Linked DNA regions of Gossypium hirsutum: regions 1 and 3 are each linked to region 2. A link is a contact called in public Hi-C data. All regions are on one chromosome and are shown on one strand. Each heading gives the region's core, a stretch centred on a gene start, on an enhancer-like site or on the middle of the called end of the contact. The rest is flanking DNA. Distances are from core to core; before and after follow the strand shown. Region 1 holds the start of LOC107894055 (tRNA (guanine(10)-N2)-methyltransferase homolog). Region 2 holds the start of LOC107894064 (transcription factor SRM1). Region 3 holds the start of LOC107894054 (E2F-associated phosphoprotein).

Region 1 (4,531 bases), core at 945-3,444, 230 kb after region 2:
TACATATTTTAATGTTTGTAGTGTCTTTGGCGAAATTATGAAAAAAAAAGGGATTTAAACTTGGGTCAATTAGGAAGGAACTTAGTGTGCTACCCATTAGGCCTAAGCCTATTTCTTTTTTAGTTTTTCCCTCAAATATATTTGTTTTAGTGTGTTTTTTATCCTAATTTATTGAAAATAAAAAATATATATATAATAAAAAAAGGAAGGACCTTTAAGATAGAGAAATAGCACTTAACCATCAAACTTAAAACTCATTTCTTACATAATTTTATTTATTAATTGTATATATTTATTTCGGGCTCAACTTACCTATTCTTTATTAGCTTATACATTTACTCAATTTTTTTATGAACTTATTTAACTTTATAATTTTTAATGCATTCCGATTTTAATTTATATACAATAATTAATACTTATAGTCAAGTCTAATTATTAATATTTTAATTAAATTTACCTAATTTTCCAATTAGGTCCTAACTCAATTAAAACACATTGTTTTCAAATTAGACCTCGCAATTGAATTTCGTTTTAAGTTGATTAATAAAATAAAAACCTAATTATGTTTTTTTTTGACAAGCTGGCTGAGGTTACTGAAATTTTAACTAATTATTTACGACACTAATTTTGGTATCCGACTTAAACCCTCAATTTATTAACCCGATTATTCTAAACTAGTTTTTGGGGTGTGACACTTAAAGCTGAAACCAAGATTTTTATTTTCTCTACAGATTTTGGTGACTCCACACAAGTGTTGCCACATTTGGAATTCGGACCAAGAAAATAATTTTTTTACAGAATTTGGTGCCTTTACATGAAGAGGCAGCACCCAAAAAAAATAATAATAATAATAAAGAAATTATTGACACTGGTGCCACCACATTTGGAGCTATCACCAGAATTAATTTTTTTTTCTATTTCAGGATTACCTGTGAAAATAAATGTATTTTAAAAAATACATACAGATGCCATCTGGAAAATTGGTGGCACAAAAAAAATTATTTTTGAATGTAGTCAATATCTAAATGATTGGCTGATGATTGGGTAAAATTTTAGAGTAGTATCGCCTTAAGAAGTGGCAGCATTGATGTCTATTGTAGATTTCAGGCCATTCCAATAATTAATATTGAAAATAGGTCATTTTCATAATTTATTAAGAAAGCCACTTTTCTCTTAAAAAAAACCACCTTAAATTTATTTTGATTGGTACAAAATTACTGTATGCTTTTCTCCCAAGTGCCCATTTAGGAGATTTTTATGAATGATAGCACCCCTTATTTAACTCCATTTAGTATAAAATGCAACAATTCAAATTAAAAAATAATTTAAATTAAAAATAATCTAAATTTAAAATAATTTAAAACTAAAATAATCCATCATCATAACTTATAATTTAAAATATCTTGAAAATTTGACAACCTAATTTAAAATACTTGAATTTAAAATAATTTGAACCCAAAATAAACTAAATCCAAAATAATCTGATTGTAAATTTAAGAACTCAAATTATTTGAATCCAAATGGATTCAACTAGACTTGATCATGGGTTGGCGAAGGCCTGCCCAAAAAGTGAAAGAGTTTAGACAAAAATAAAGACCCAAAAAATAAACTTGGACAAAAAATAAGACTCATTTTCTAAACGAGTTGGGGTTGGGTAGGATATTCGGCCTGGGCCCAATCCGAATCAATTATTTTGTTGTTGTTTCACTGTTGTTTTATTGTCATTTCACTGTTGTTTTGCTATCATTTCATTATTATATTGTTACTATTCTATTATTATAATTTGAATATTGTATAGCTCCTGTTTTATTATTAATTTTGTTACTATTTTAGAGTCATTTGCTTTCTAAGTTGAACCTATATTAGGATTATTTAAGCATAAATATTAAATACTTTTTTAAAAATTTATTTTCAATTATTGAGAAATATTTATTTTAATATTTTAGTGTATTCGATATATTATATTTTTAAAATTTGTTCTTATATTAAAAAAATAATCTAAAAATTTTGAATATAGATAGGCCAAGTCGGGCTTAGGTTAAAATTTTTTAATTTAGATCGAGCTTGAATAAAATTTTAAGTCATTTTAAGGATGAACCAGGTCAAGCCTGAAAAATAAGCCTAAAATTTTGTATCGACATGACTCGACCGTTATCAAGTTTAGATCCAACCCACCCATCTATGCTTTAGCTTTGACTAAAACGGCACCGTATGTCCCTTGATTGAAAAGAGAAGGGTTTTTGGTATGGGGGTTTTTGAATTTGGATCGTTATTGGCCAGGCATTCGTTGAATTCTCCTTCTTCAAGCTTGCAAAAAAAGACTGTTCCCCAACATTAATCGATGTGGTATTTATGTGTGTTTTACCACAGGCTGCTCGATTACCGGAAACCCGAAGTCGAGTCCCTGGCTGACCTTTTCGGAGCTTTCGAAGACAAACGGCGCCCTGGTAACCGAGTTCTACAATGGCGGCTACCTCAACACCATCACCCCGACTCCCCTTTCTATTTCGTCGACTTGCCTTCCGAGGACGTGGCCAAGAACGTCGCCAATCGAAGTAAGTACTGCCGCCACTTCCTATTTCTTTCATTTTAAAAAATGTCTTTTAGTCAAATTGTGGTTTTAGTCCCTCTACTATACTTAAACTTGGAATTTAGTCTTTTACTTTAGTTTGGCATAGTCTGATAATTCTAATAATTAACAGCGATTATCCTCACAATTAAAATGCTGATTTAGATTTTTTTTCCCCATAAAATGATGAAAACACATCTGAAAAAAAAAATCTATTTGCATAACTTACATGATTTCATTAGTGAATGTAACTGGAATGTCCCTCTATTATAGAGACCAGATCAAATTATAAATGGATCAATTTAGTACATGCACTATTAAAAAGAATCCAATGATTCTGGATTCTAAATTTCGAGGAGTTATATTTTGAAAGCTTTTTATGATTCTGCAAACAGAACATTTTGTTTGGAGTTAAACTGCAAATAAGGAAAAAAAAATTATGTCATTTTTTAAATAGTAAATGTTAACTTGTTACAAATTGGTCTTATTTGATTTTTTTTTAATAGAATAGGGATTAAATTGATCCATTTAATAGTAAAGGGACTAATTTGATCTAGTCCTTATAATAGATGGACTTCGCATATACTTTAACCTTATTTCGTTTATATTTTAATTGCAATAGTTAATGGTATTTAGTTATTTGGAATAAAATCATAGTTAGAGCAATATAAAAGTATATTATGCTAAAACTAGAGGAATGGTTAGCGGTGTTAGTTAATATTTTGAAAGTAAAATAATGGATTATACCACAGGCTGTAGTTTAAGGTTGTAGTGATCTCATCTGAGGGTGGGAACACAAGTTTGAATCTTGGAAGCGCACTTGTTGGGAATACTTTAACTCTCGGGTCGATAAGGACTATTCTTAAGTTCAATATGACTTGAGGACACCCTGGGTTTACACACAAAGAAGGATTGAATTATAATATGATTAAATTCCAATTTTGAGCAGAATAGAGGGACCAAAATCATAGTTTGAACCTTTTTTTTTCATTCTAAGAAGTTTTGTGAATCCCTTTGTAGGTATACTTGTGAAGGGAATATATGAACTTTGGGGAGAAGGAGGTAGCTATGAGGAGCTTGAAGAGGCTGTTAAAAGCTACCCTGATGAGCGAAAGTTGCCATATTTGGGGTCTGAAAGTACGTTTAAGATTACCGTGGATAGTTTTGGGAAGGTTATGAGCCTTCTGGAGCAGAATGAACGGATTCGGGGGCTTTCATATATTTCTTTTAAGGTTTGGTTCTTAATATGATTTTCTTGATCCTGAAGTTTGCTTTGAATGACCGGTTTCCTTTGGAACATTAAAGCCATAGCTGGGGCATGTAGAGTAAAAGGAAAAATAAAATGTTATAATATGTTACTCGGACTCGTGAGTGAGTGTTCTGATACAGGCATGTATTTGGAGGATCCTTGGAGTTTGTATCCTATATCAGGTACTTCAAGAAGAATTAGAATCCGAGCAACAAAGATGTTATATTTTCATATTTTGGTGCTTTTTCTTTAATTGTATTTTATGTTACTTGACTCATGGTGAATGTTGGATGGGCATGTGTCTAGCACATGTATGCTTTGTTTTCTTTTTAAGTTTTACCATATCCCCGAATATGTATAGAACGCATATTGAAATGAAGTCTGGAGGTAGATAGATCGTATTTGCTATGGTAACTGTAATCAACATGTTTGCAGGGTCGAGTTAATTTAAAGAACCCTGATCACAATTTCTGGCTCATGGAAACTGATGACATTGCAACTAATAATGGACTTCCACCGGTAGCACAAAGGAGAATATTCTTCGGTAGGGAAGTTGGTGGAGCAGATAGGAAGCTTCTCCCCACGTATCAGTTGAAAAGCCGAAATTATCTTGGACCAACAGCAATGGATGCGGAAATGGCTTTCTTAATGGCCAATCAAGCGCAGGCTGCGCCTGGGAAACTTGTATATGACCCCTTTGTTGGCACGGGGAG
Region 2 (4,261 bases), core at 1,706-4,205:
TTAAAGCTCAAACTCAAACCCATAAAGATGATTAATTTAACTTCCTTTAAAGCCCAATTACTTATTTTAAGTCCTAACATCTTAAGGCAAAATTTAACATGTTAGTCCAAGAAGCTTTGATAAGAGAACTCCAAAGCTATCAAAAGCTCAAGTCATGTCATGACTTTGATTTGGCATTTCAAAAAGCCTACAAACACATACTTTGGATTTGGAACCTATTTGGATTTACTTTAAGAAGTTTGAATGATTCACGTTGAGAGATAAATGGTCTATACGCACACTTTTTTGAATATCAGCCCATTTGAACCTTATTTAGGTCATTTGAAGATTTAGTTGTTTTATTTTTAGTCTAATTTGTTAATAACTCAATTTGTAATAATACCTTTCACTTGATGAAAAGTACTATCAAAGCACATAATTATCAAAATCCAAAGTTATTTAAAATTTCAAATCTTAAAATGTTTTTATAAAAGCATAGAAAGTTTACTACAATTTAGAGCTTTAGAAACAATTTAAAATTATTTAGAAATGGTTGAGGAATAATAAGAGTTATTTGAGACTCAAACAAAGATAGAACCAGAGGGTACCTCTAGAGAAGTATAAGTACCTTACAAGAGAAGTACCAACACCTGGGAGATGTAATGCGAATCCAAACAATTTTTAGAAAAGTGAATACACAATTAATAGGCTACAATTTATTTTATGTAGTGACACTTGTTGATAATATATTAAATTATGAAAAAAATTAAGTACATTAATTCATTACAAGTATAACTAAAACCAAAATTAAACCAGTAATCATCCAATTATAGATAAATTTTTGTTTTAGTCTATTAACTATAAAAAATAATGTTTTGAATTTTTTTATCATCGAAATTCATTTCTTTAATAATAAAATTAGTCCTCAGCTTTTATATATATATTTTTATCAATTTAACCCTAAACTTTTATAAAATATTAAAACATGTAAAAATTTAACAAATATTTATAAATATTTATATTTTAACAATTAAAATATTGAGCAAAATTTCTTGGCAAAATTTTCCACGAACATTTTAACCAAACCATAGCCGCCATCACAATCATTGTTGATCTCCTAAATCTTTCAAGAAGTTGAAAGAAGCTTGTAGTTGTTCTTAAAACTAAAATAGTAGTTATTGTGGTTTGGTGAATGGTGACAATGAAGACCAAGAAATTGAATGTAATTTCAATATCTAAAATTTGCAATCTATTGAGTGTTTGTATGAAAAATGTAAACAAGCTAGCCAAAAGTTTTTGAAACATCAAAGTTCTTGAAACATCAAAGTTCCATTAGATTTATGCCCAGTTAGGGTATTCTCGGCAACGGCTTTCTTGTCATCACCAATCTTAAACTCACCCAAGTACCTATGGTAATCTCTCTTCATTTTCATAAAACAACCTTAGTATCCCTGTTTCCAGTAGTTGGAACAATGTTCTTATCAAGGAGCTTCAAAATTCCAGTGCATACTTCCGACAACTCGGCCTCGATCTTGAATATGTACTGGAGGATCACAACATCGTGGTTGGCATTGCCATGACCTTCCTCTTTCTGCTCGATGGAGGAGACGATCTTCCATGAGGCGCAACGGACGCATGGTGACGTTCTTGTATGCGACAGAGGAGGTTGTGTTCCTTGATGGAGAGTTCGTCGGGGTGGGAGATGGCAGAGGCGGCATTCTCTATGAACTTGACCATCTCCTCATAGCGCTCGACTTGCTCAGTGAGTTTGGCCATGTAGACGTCTTCGCCGCGTGGGGAAGGGGTGCCATGGTTATGAGTGGTGATTTGAGGGACTAACTTTGTTATTAAACCAATGAAAGAGTGCCTCCGTTGGAATTTAACATCCGAGGTGAAAAAAAATTATTTTTCAAAATGTTACTAATCAAATAATTTTTTTATAATTAAGTGATAAAAATAAAAATTATTTATAATTGGATGATTATTAATGTAATTTACTTAATCAATTATTACTTCTAATGAAAAGAAAACTAGAATTTTGAAATATTTTAAAGAAAAAAAGTTAAGCAAGGACATCAACCTTATGATTAGGGGTGAATTTAGGAGTTGGCACAAGTCTCCATTTCTCTAAAATAATTTTTTTTTATTTTAATTCTTTAAAATTTTAAATTTAAAAAATTATACTTTAATTTTATAAAAATAATAAAATTTTAATTTAATTTTTTAAAAATTATATTTTTAATATCATAAAAATTAAAATTTATTTTCGCCCTAAAATAATTTTTTACTTGTCCACCTTACTAATTAAATTGTGTGTGAAAGAGTGGAAAGTGGAAACACAATAAATTGCAATAATTAAAACCATGGGCCAGGGAGCATGTGGTTTGCTAGAATCGTGAATTTTGACTTATTGCCTACGTGGCAAAAAATGGTTGGTTTGTTCTTTCATTATTACATGACAGCTTGCACATTGTATCTAGACAGTCACACTTCTAGTTTATCCCTAAATGTAATAAAAAGGCATAAACCAAATACATCTGTTTACAATGTTGGATTCCCAAATTAAGCATCCCAAAAGGTCCACTTTACTCGGTCTTTGCCTTTTGCTTCATAAAAGGGTAATATTAAATTAAAAAAGCGTCAAATTGTAATTTTGATCCCTTTATTATACTTAAAATTGACATACTTTAATTTCACGATTTTTCTACTTTTACAATTGCAACTTGATTTTATGTTGAATAGGTGTTAAAATTTTTGAACTTTTTTGTTCTAAAATAAATGAAAATTTTATTATTTTTCGTTTTTGTTTAGTAATTCTATATATAAATTTTTCTTTTTATCTTTTCTTATCAAATTAAAATTTAGAGACTAAATATCAAATTTAATATTGTAGAAGGATCAAAACATAATTTAACAAAATAAAAATACCCCATTTTAAAAATATATATTTTAGATTAAAAGCTATAAAATAAGGCGAGAAACCCAGATAAAAGAAAAAAAAGAGAAAAGACAAGACCAAAAGAGTAACCTTGTTGATAAAATTAAATATTGAAACTTTGTTTTGCTTTTTTTTTTCTTCCTTAATTTCTTATTCTATCTATCCAACAAGAAGCACCGAGGAAAAGAAAAAAAAGAAAAAGAAAAAGTAAGAGAAAGGTAATGATTTTATAGTCAATGATTATGGATGCTTATAGTATTAGTATGACATCTCTCTACTGATATCTAAATTTGTTAATTTTTTTGGGATTTTTTCCTCTGAAAAAGTGGGGTTTTTTTAATATAAAATATATTTAGTTTCTCTTTGTTATGATATTGGCAGAAATTAATGGCAGATTAGAGTGTAATGTGTATGTTGAGCAACTTGGGATGAAGGGTGTAAGGCTTTTCAATCCCAGCTGTAACAATTTGTAGCAAAGTTATTGCAGGAAGTGATGGGACAATTGACCCATCCTGCAACTTCCTTTGTAGATACTTTCAGGATAACCCATCAACATCATCTATAATTTGTATGTACTAAGCCCTTCGTAAATTTGTCAAATAATTGGTTCTTTTTTTGAGATTTTCTTTTTTGGGTATATTTTTTTTCCTTTTTTTGAATTTTATGCTTGTTTGTTGTTAAAATTTTACATGTACTTTAAATAATATAAACTTATTGCAGAAGTATTTACACATTTTGGAAAAAAAAAAAGAAAAAGAAAAATTGGAAAGGTTGATAGTGGATGGAGTAGGATTTGGCTCCATCAAAGGTTAGATTTTTATTTGTTTGGTTGGTTCAAGTGTCAGAATCTTGATATTAGTTGTAGCTTGCCTTTCAATTTTATGGTGATTTCTACAGTGAAACAGCAAGGAATATGAGGTTAGCTTTTTTCTGCTTTAGTCCTGGAATTACTGTGTAGGAATCTTCAATGAGAAAATTAAATTATATATATATTTCTGAAGGAACCCTTGAATTGGGTTTTACTTCTTTTGGCATCGTTGAAAGTTTTTTTTTTTTAAGGAAGTTTGTTTCCTATTTTTGTTATTACCCGAAAATTCTTTTGATTATTGCTTAAAGTTTGATGATTTTTTTTTAGAAGAAAATATAAAACCGTGAAATGAAACTTAAAGTATCCTCATAAATGCAAATTGTACTTTTGGGTGCTTTAATTGATTTTTATTTTCTTGTTTCTTATATAAACTTGAAAGGGAGATCTTTTGAATTCTTTGCTAAGTACTGTTGATTCTTCTAAGCATGTAATTAGCAAAAGAAAACAAAGAATGAGGAGCTGAAGAATTTGCTGCT
Region 3 (4,668 bases), core at 1,007-3,506, 250 kb after region 2:
ATATATCCACTCTTCTATTTTCACTCTTGGTATATTCAGTTATTTAACATTTTTCATCATCTTTTACATTTTTTATTCGAAATATCTTATTTTCATTATATGTTATATATAATTTTTTCACTCAGGGAGTGAGTGTACATGTGACTGTGCGGTAAGATAACATTACACGATCAAGACAAGCCAAATTTCAATTTGACTCGACATCTTTACAATACGTCCATTTCTTTTCCCGATACTATCATACACAAATCACAATTGTTAAGAAAATGTTCGATTCAGACTTAAAAGAACTTGCAATAACGGAATAGTGACACATAATGATAGGACAATGACATGAAAACTGATATGCTTGATGTAGCTAGACAATATTCAAAGACCAATGTCTGATCCAATGTGTATCTTGGTTTTCCAATGACTTGCATATTGCCAAAAACGGAGAGATTAAATGTACGTACCGTTGACACTCAAGGCAAAGGGTGGTAAAACAAGCAGGACAGCTTAGCACGGCATCAGAAACACAACCTTTCCTCTTACTTTGGACCCATAATTCATCTTTGTCGTCAAGGTTCGGGTCATAGAATTCTGGTTTGATCGAATAGTCTATCTCATCATCGTCAGAAACTGAAAATGCACACAGCACAATCAACAATTCCGATTAGATTTTATGGAAGGACCAGATATTAATATGCAGATGGACAGTTCCACAACAACTCATGTTCATCATGTATACTATAAAAGAAAATTTATCTGCTCTTTCTTCAATAACAAAACTGAAAGAATAGCTGCTTCATATTATTGCCACTTCTTACAAAACCAAATATATTAATGAATTTAGGTAAAAACATCTCTCCTACCCTTTTCAATTTTAATATTAAGCAAATTGGCCCCTCTCAAAAAATCGAAGCAATCCAGTCCTTGTAATTTCGAAAGTGAGCAACCAAGGAAAATTAATCACGACATTAATGTTTTTCATCAATTATATGTAATTTTAATTGGTATAATAACAAATAAGCCCTCAATATTTACATATTCTGTCAATTTGGTCTAGATTCTAAAAAGCTTTATCTGAAAAAAAGTATAAAAATTAAAAAAGAATATATAAAACTTTAGCTTCAAAAAATATATAAAAAGAGACAGGATATGTAAACTTTGAAGGCTAAATTTGTTGCTATACCAATCAAAATTATCTAAAATAGACGGAAAAACATTAACATTAAGTGATTTTTTTGAGAGGAACCAATTTACCCAATATCGAAATTGAGAGGGATTGGAGAGGTGTTTTTACCTAGAATGTATAATTGGCTAAAATACTTCACAGGCCATTGTACTATAGATTGAAAACTAAATTACTCTATATCCTATAAAAAGGCAAATATTGAACCTGACTAAATCTAGAGTCAAGTTGGGTTGAGCTCCTAAACGAAAGACAAAACGCTACCAGCATTATTTCCTCCTTTCACAAGATTCAAACTAGAGACTTCTTGATTACGGGTACCAAGTACTCGGATCCAACAAACGTTGGTTGGTACCCTTAAATGTTAAACAATACCAACTTGTCATGTTTCAAGATAGCATGGAAAAGACTAATGCTTGGCAAGGTCTCTAGTTTGAATCATGTAAAGGGAAAACAGCATTGGAAGAATTTGCCCCTGAAATAGCATCCCGCATAGCTCGAATTCGAATTTAGTCGAGATCCTTGAAGCCAAAGAGAAAAATAGCATGGAAACGGGGGATAACCAAAATCAATATTTCTAAATACTGGAATTTAACTAATATATATAATTAGCCAACAAATCGCAACCAAACTACGAGAAATTCACTAAGAGGGCTAAATTCTCTACTGGAGTTTCAATTATATATGGTAGAGAAGCCAGTGAAGATTAAAGGAGAATAAAAGGACTAAGAGAAGAAAAAACTACTGGTTTGCTGGGAATTGGTGGGGGAATCCATTTTTGATGTTGTGGTGTCTTCTTCCATCTCCGATACTTGATTGCTACTGCAAGTGGTGGTTTTTGTCTTCTCCGTTTCCATTATTTCGTGGGTGCCCGCACTTTTTTGTTTTGCCGGAAACTGAAAAAAATTAAAAAAAAAACCGCTTACACCGCCAAGCTCACAACGAACGACGCCAGTACTGAGGGTTTAATCTGTTGCTTAACGAGCTTGACTTGGACGGCCCATTTTTCACTTATGAATGGGCCAACACCATTGAGTCCATGCCTGTACAAAATGATTCAGTCATTCTCATCAAAATAAGGAGAGATTATTTTGTGATCTCTCCTTACCACATCATTTATAGTCGCTATTAATTAAAAATAACATCATCTTTTTTTTACGTCACATATATAGTTAGTAAGAAGAGATGACGTGAAAAAAAGATAAAATATTTATTTTTAATTGGTTGAGATCATAAATAATATGTTAAGAACCCTTGAAATAATTTTTCATAAATAATTCACTTTACATTATATATATATATTAGCTGAGACCCTTCAATGATTCAATAATCGTATTTAACTTCGATTAAATTTAAAATTAAGCTAAATTAAATCTCTAAATAAACAAAAAAAAATCTTACTTAAAGAATTATCCAATTCCTTATCATTTAACTTAATGCCCACCTAATATTTCCATCGTTGATCAGTCAAAATACCAATGAGTTGTTTTGAAGTTAAGGTCACGAAGGCTTTAATATTTCAAATTTAAGTCTTAGTAAATTATGTATATATTCTTTTTAGATTTATTTTAATTTAACTCACACAGACTCTTATCTAAATTTATATAATACATCCTAGTTACTTAGAATTTCTCCATTCACATACATCAAAATATAATTAAACTTTGTAATAATTAATTTTAATTTTAGTGATTCAAATTGTATTTATAATTTTTTTTCCAAAAATAAATACATTAGTTACATAAAAAATCAGACTGAAGATATAATAGTAATACAAATAAAGAATTTCAAATTTCCAAGAAATAGTTTTTAGTACTTTTAATTTCAAAAGTAGTTAACAAAAGTATAAAAGACCATCTTACCTCGAAATTTTTAATATACAAGAAATTTATCTTAAAATATAATTATTTCGTCCCATAAATACAATTGGAAGTATTGACTAAAACTTGGATTGCATATGAAGTTTGCTCATATTTAAGCTTCGACGATGGCCAAGTTTAATCAAACTATAATGATTAAATTATTGGAAATACTCAATATAAATATACATGTTATAAACATAAACTAAGAAAATCAGATTTATATCATATTGATAAAAAATATATCCCTTCAACATTAAATTTTCCTTTTACATCAAACAAATACTTGGTTACAAAAATGTGTAAAATTAATTTACTTTTACACATTAGATTAAGAAAACTATTTGGCATATTATCACACAAGCAAGATTGACAGGGTGTCATGTAGGTATAGGATATAGTACAAAAACATTAAGAAAATGAGATAATGACAATTTTAAAAAAAAAAATTTACTTGAAACTTTGTATCAATCAAATATCTCTATGTCTCAAACATATCAATAAAAATATTACTTTTTAAAATATATATTTAATGATTGAAAATTATTATTCTCTACATTGAAACATATGCTACATGCATGTTGTCTTTCTACATTACTTTGGAACCTTTTGTTCATTTTCACACTCTAGTAGTTTGCAAATTTGAGCAAAAGGACCAAAGAATCTATACAACAAACAATGTATGGAAGTCTAATTGAATCCCACATGCAACAAACAAAGCGAATTCAGATATACATATAATACCAGCAAATGGCAAAAACTAATATTTTCTTAAAATGTAACCACTCTAATCTTAGTTCTCCATGTTTAATTTAGAACATACCCCGCTTTCCAGACATCCAAAGAGGTCGATCTATTACCACGTCTCATGATAGAAATGCCTGATATTTTGCAGCACTTCAAGGCTGCCAAAAATCAAATCCAAGTTAGGGTATATTCAAATTGACCATGAAAATGCATATAAAAGTAAATTTGAATGCAACTACTACTACTACACCATGCAAACATAGGTTCTATAGGGGAGGAGGGAAGCTCTGATTTGTGTATATCATAATTTTACTTGATGAATCAAGAAACAATAGGTTCTGTAAGTAAATGTTATTTCCAATTCCAACGCTTAAATAACAAAACCACACTTCTATATCACCTTTCCACCAAGCATGAAGGTCTTCATGAATAACATTTGTCTTAATAGCAGAAAAAATTTACTTTCTATAGACTGAATCCGCTAAATACCCAAGTTTTTTGACCAAGTACCATAGAAAACAAGTGTAGAAGGAGACAGTTCTATTAATAGCAAGTACTGTGGAATAATTGCAGCATAAATTCTTTATCAAAAAACAAATTTCAACATTTTAATCAATTTTAAAATGTGGCCTTTCACCTTTCTTGGTTGGTATAGAATGATCCTAAACCTACAAGAGATCCATTGCAGCCTAAAATTTTAATAACTATAACATTCAACCTCATTACAACGTTAGAGTTAGCTACTTAGGGATGATTGATGCACTGAGAGGTAAAATTATCAAGTAAACATGGATTAAAAAAAAGTCAACTCCACCATGGATATTTGTATTTTTACATCCAGATCGATTCATTTACCGATATTTCAACAGGATTTAAGATATGTTCAGA

What was found. A called contact is a pair of places that touch in the nucleus more often than the background predicts.
Region 1: a contact with region 2 is called in a Hi-C map of leaf, with 1.8 times the contacts expected there. The contact joins the promoter of LOC107894055 here to the promoter of LOC107894064 in region 2. A contact is called at or near these places in 2 of 34 Hi-C or Micro-C datasets (both in leaf).
Region 3: a Hi-C map of leaf shows a contact between it and region 2, with 2.1 times the contacts expected there. The contact joins the promoter of LOC107894054 here to the promoter of LOC107894064 in region 2. A contact is called at or near these places in 3 of 34 Hi-C or Micro-C datasets (all in leaf).

The regions. Positions count from the first base shown.
Region 1 is chrA13:13,702,877-13,707,407 of Gossypium_hirsutum_v2.1, reverse strand. LOC107894055 (tRNA (guanine(10)-N2)-methyltransferase homolog) reads left to right here and starts at 2,194. Exons shown (of 6, transcript XM_016819261.2): 1 at 2,194-2,555; 2 at 3,590-3,801; 3 at 4,254-4,531. The coding sequence starts at 2,342.
Region 2 is chrA13:13,931,349-13,935,609 of Gossypium_hirsutum_v2.1, reverse strand. LOC107894064 (transcription factor SRM1) reads left to right here and starts at 2,955. Exons shown (of 3, transcript XM_016819271.2): 1 at 2,955-3,124. LOC121212275 (14-3-3-like protein GF14 omega) reads right to left here and starts at 1,755. Exons shown (of 2, transcript XM_041084725.1): 1 at 1,561-1,755; 2 at 1,284-1,400. The coding sequence starts at 1,755. The coding sequence ends at 1,284.
Region 3 is chrA13:13,680,717-13,685,384 of Gossypium_hirsutum_v2.1, reverse strand. It overlaps LOC107894054 (E2F-associated phosphoprotein), which reads right to left and starts at 2,256. Exons shown (of 3, transcript XM_016819259.2): 1 at 1,920-2,256; 2 at 456-621. The coding sequence starts at 2,031. LOC107894053 (E3 ubiquitin-protein ligase RING1-like) reads right to left here. Exons shown (of 2, transcript XM_016819258.2): 2 at 3,531-3,938.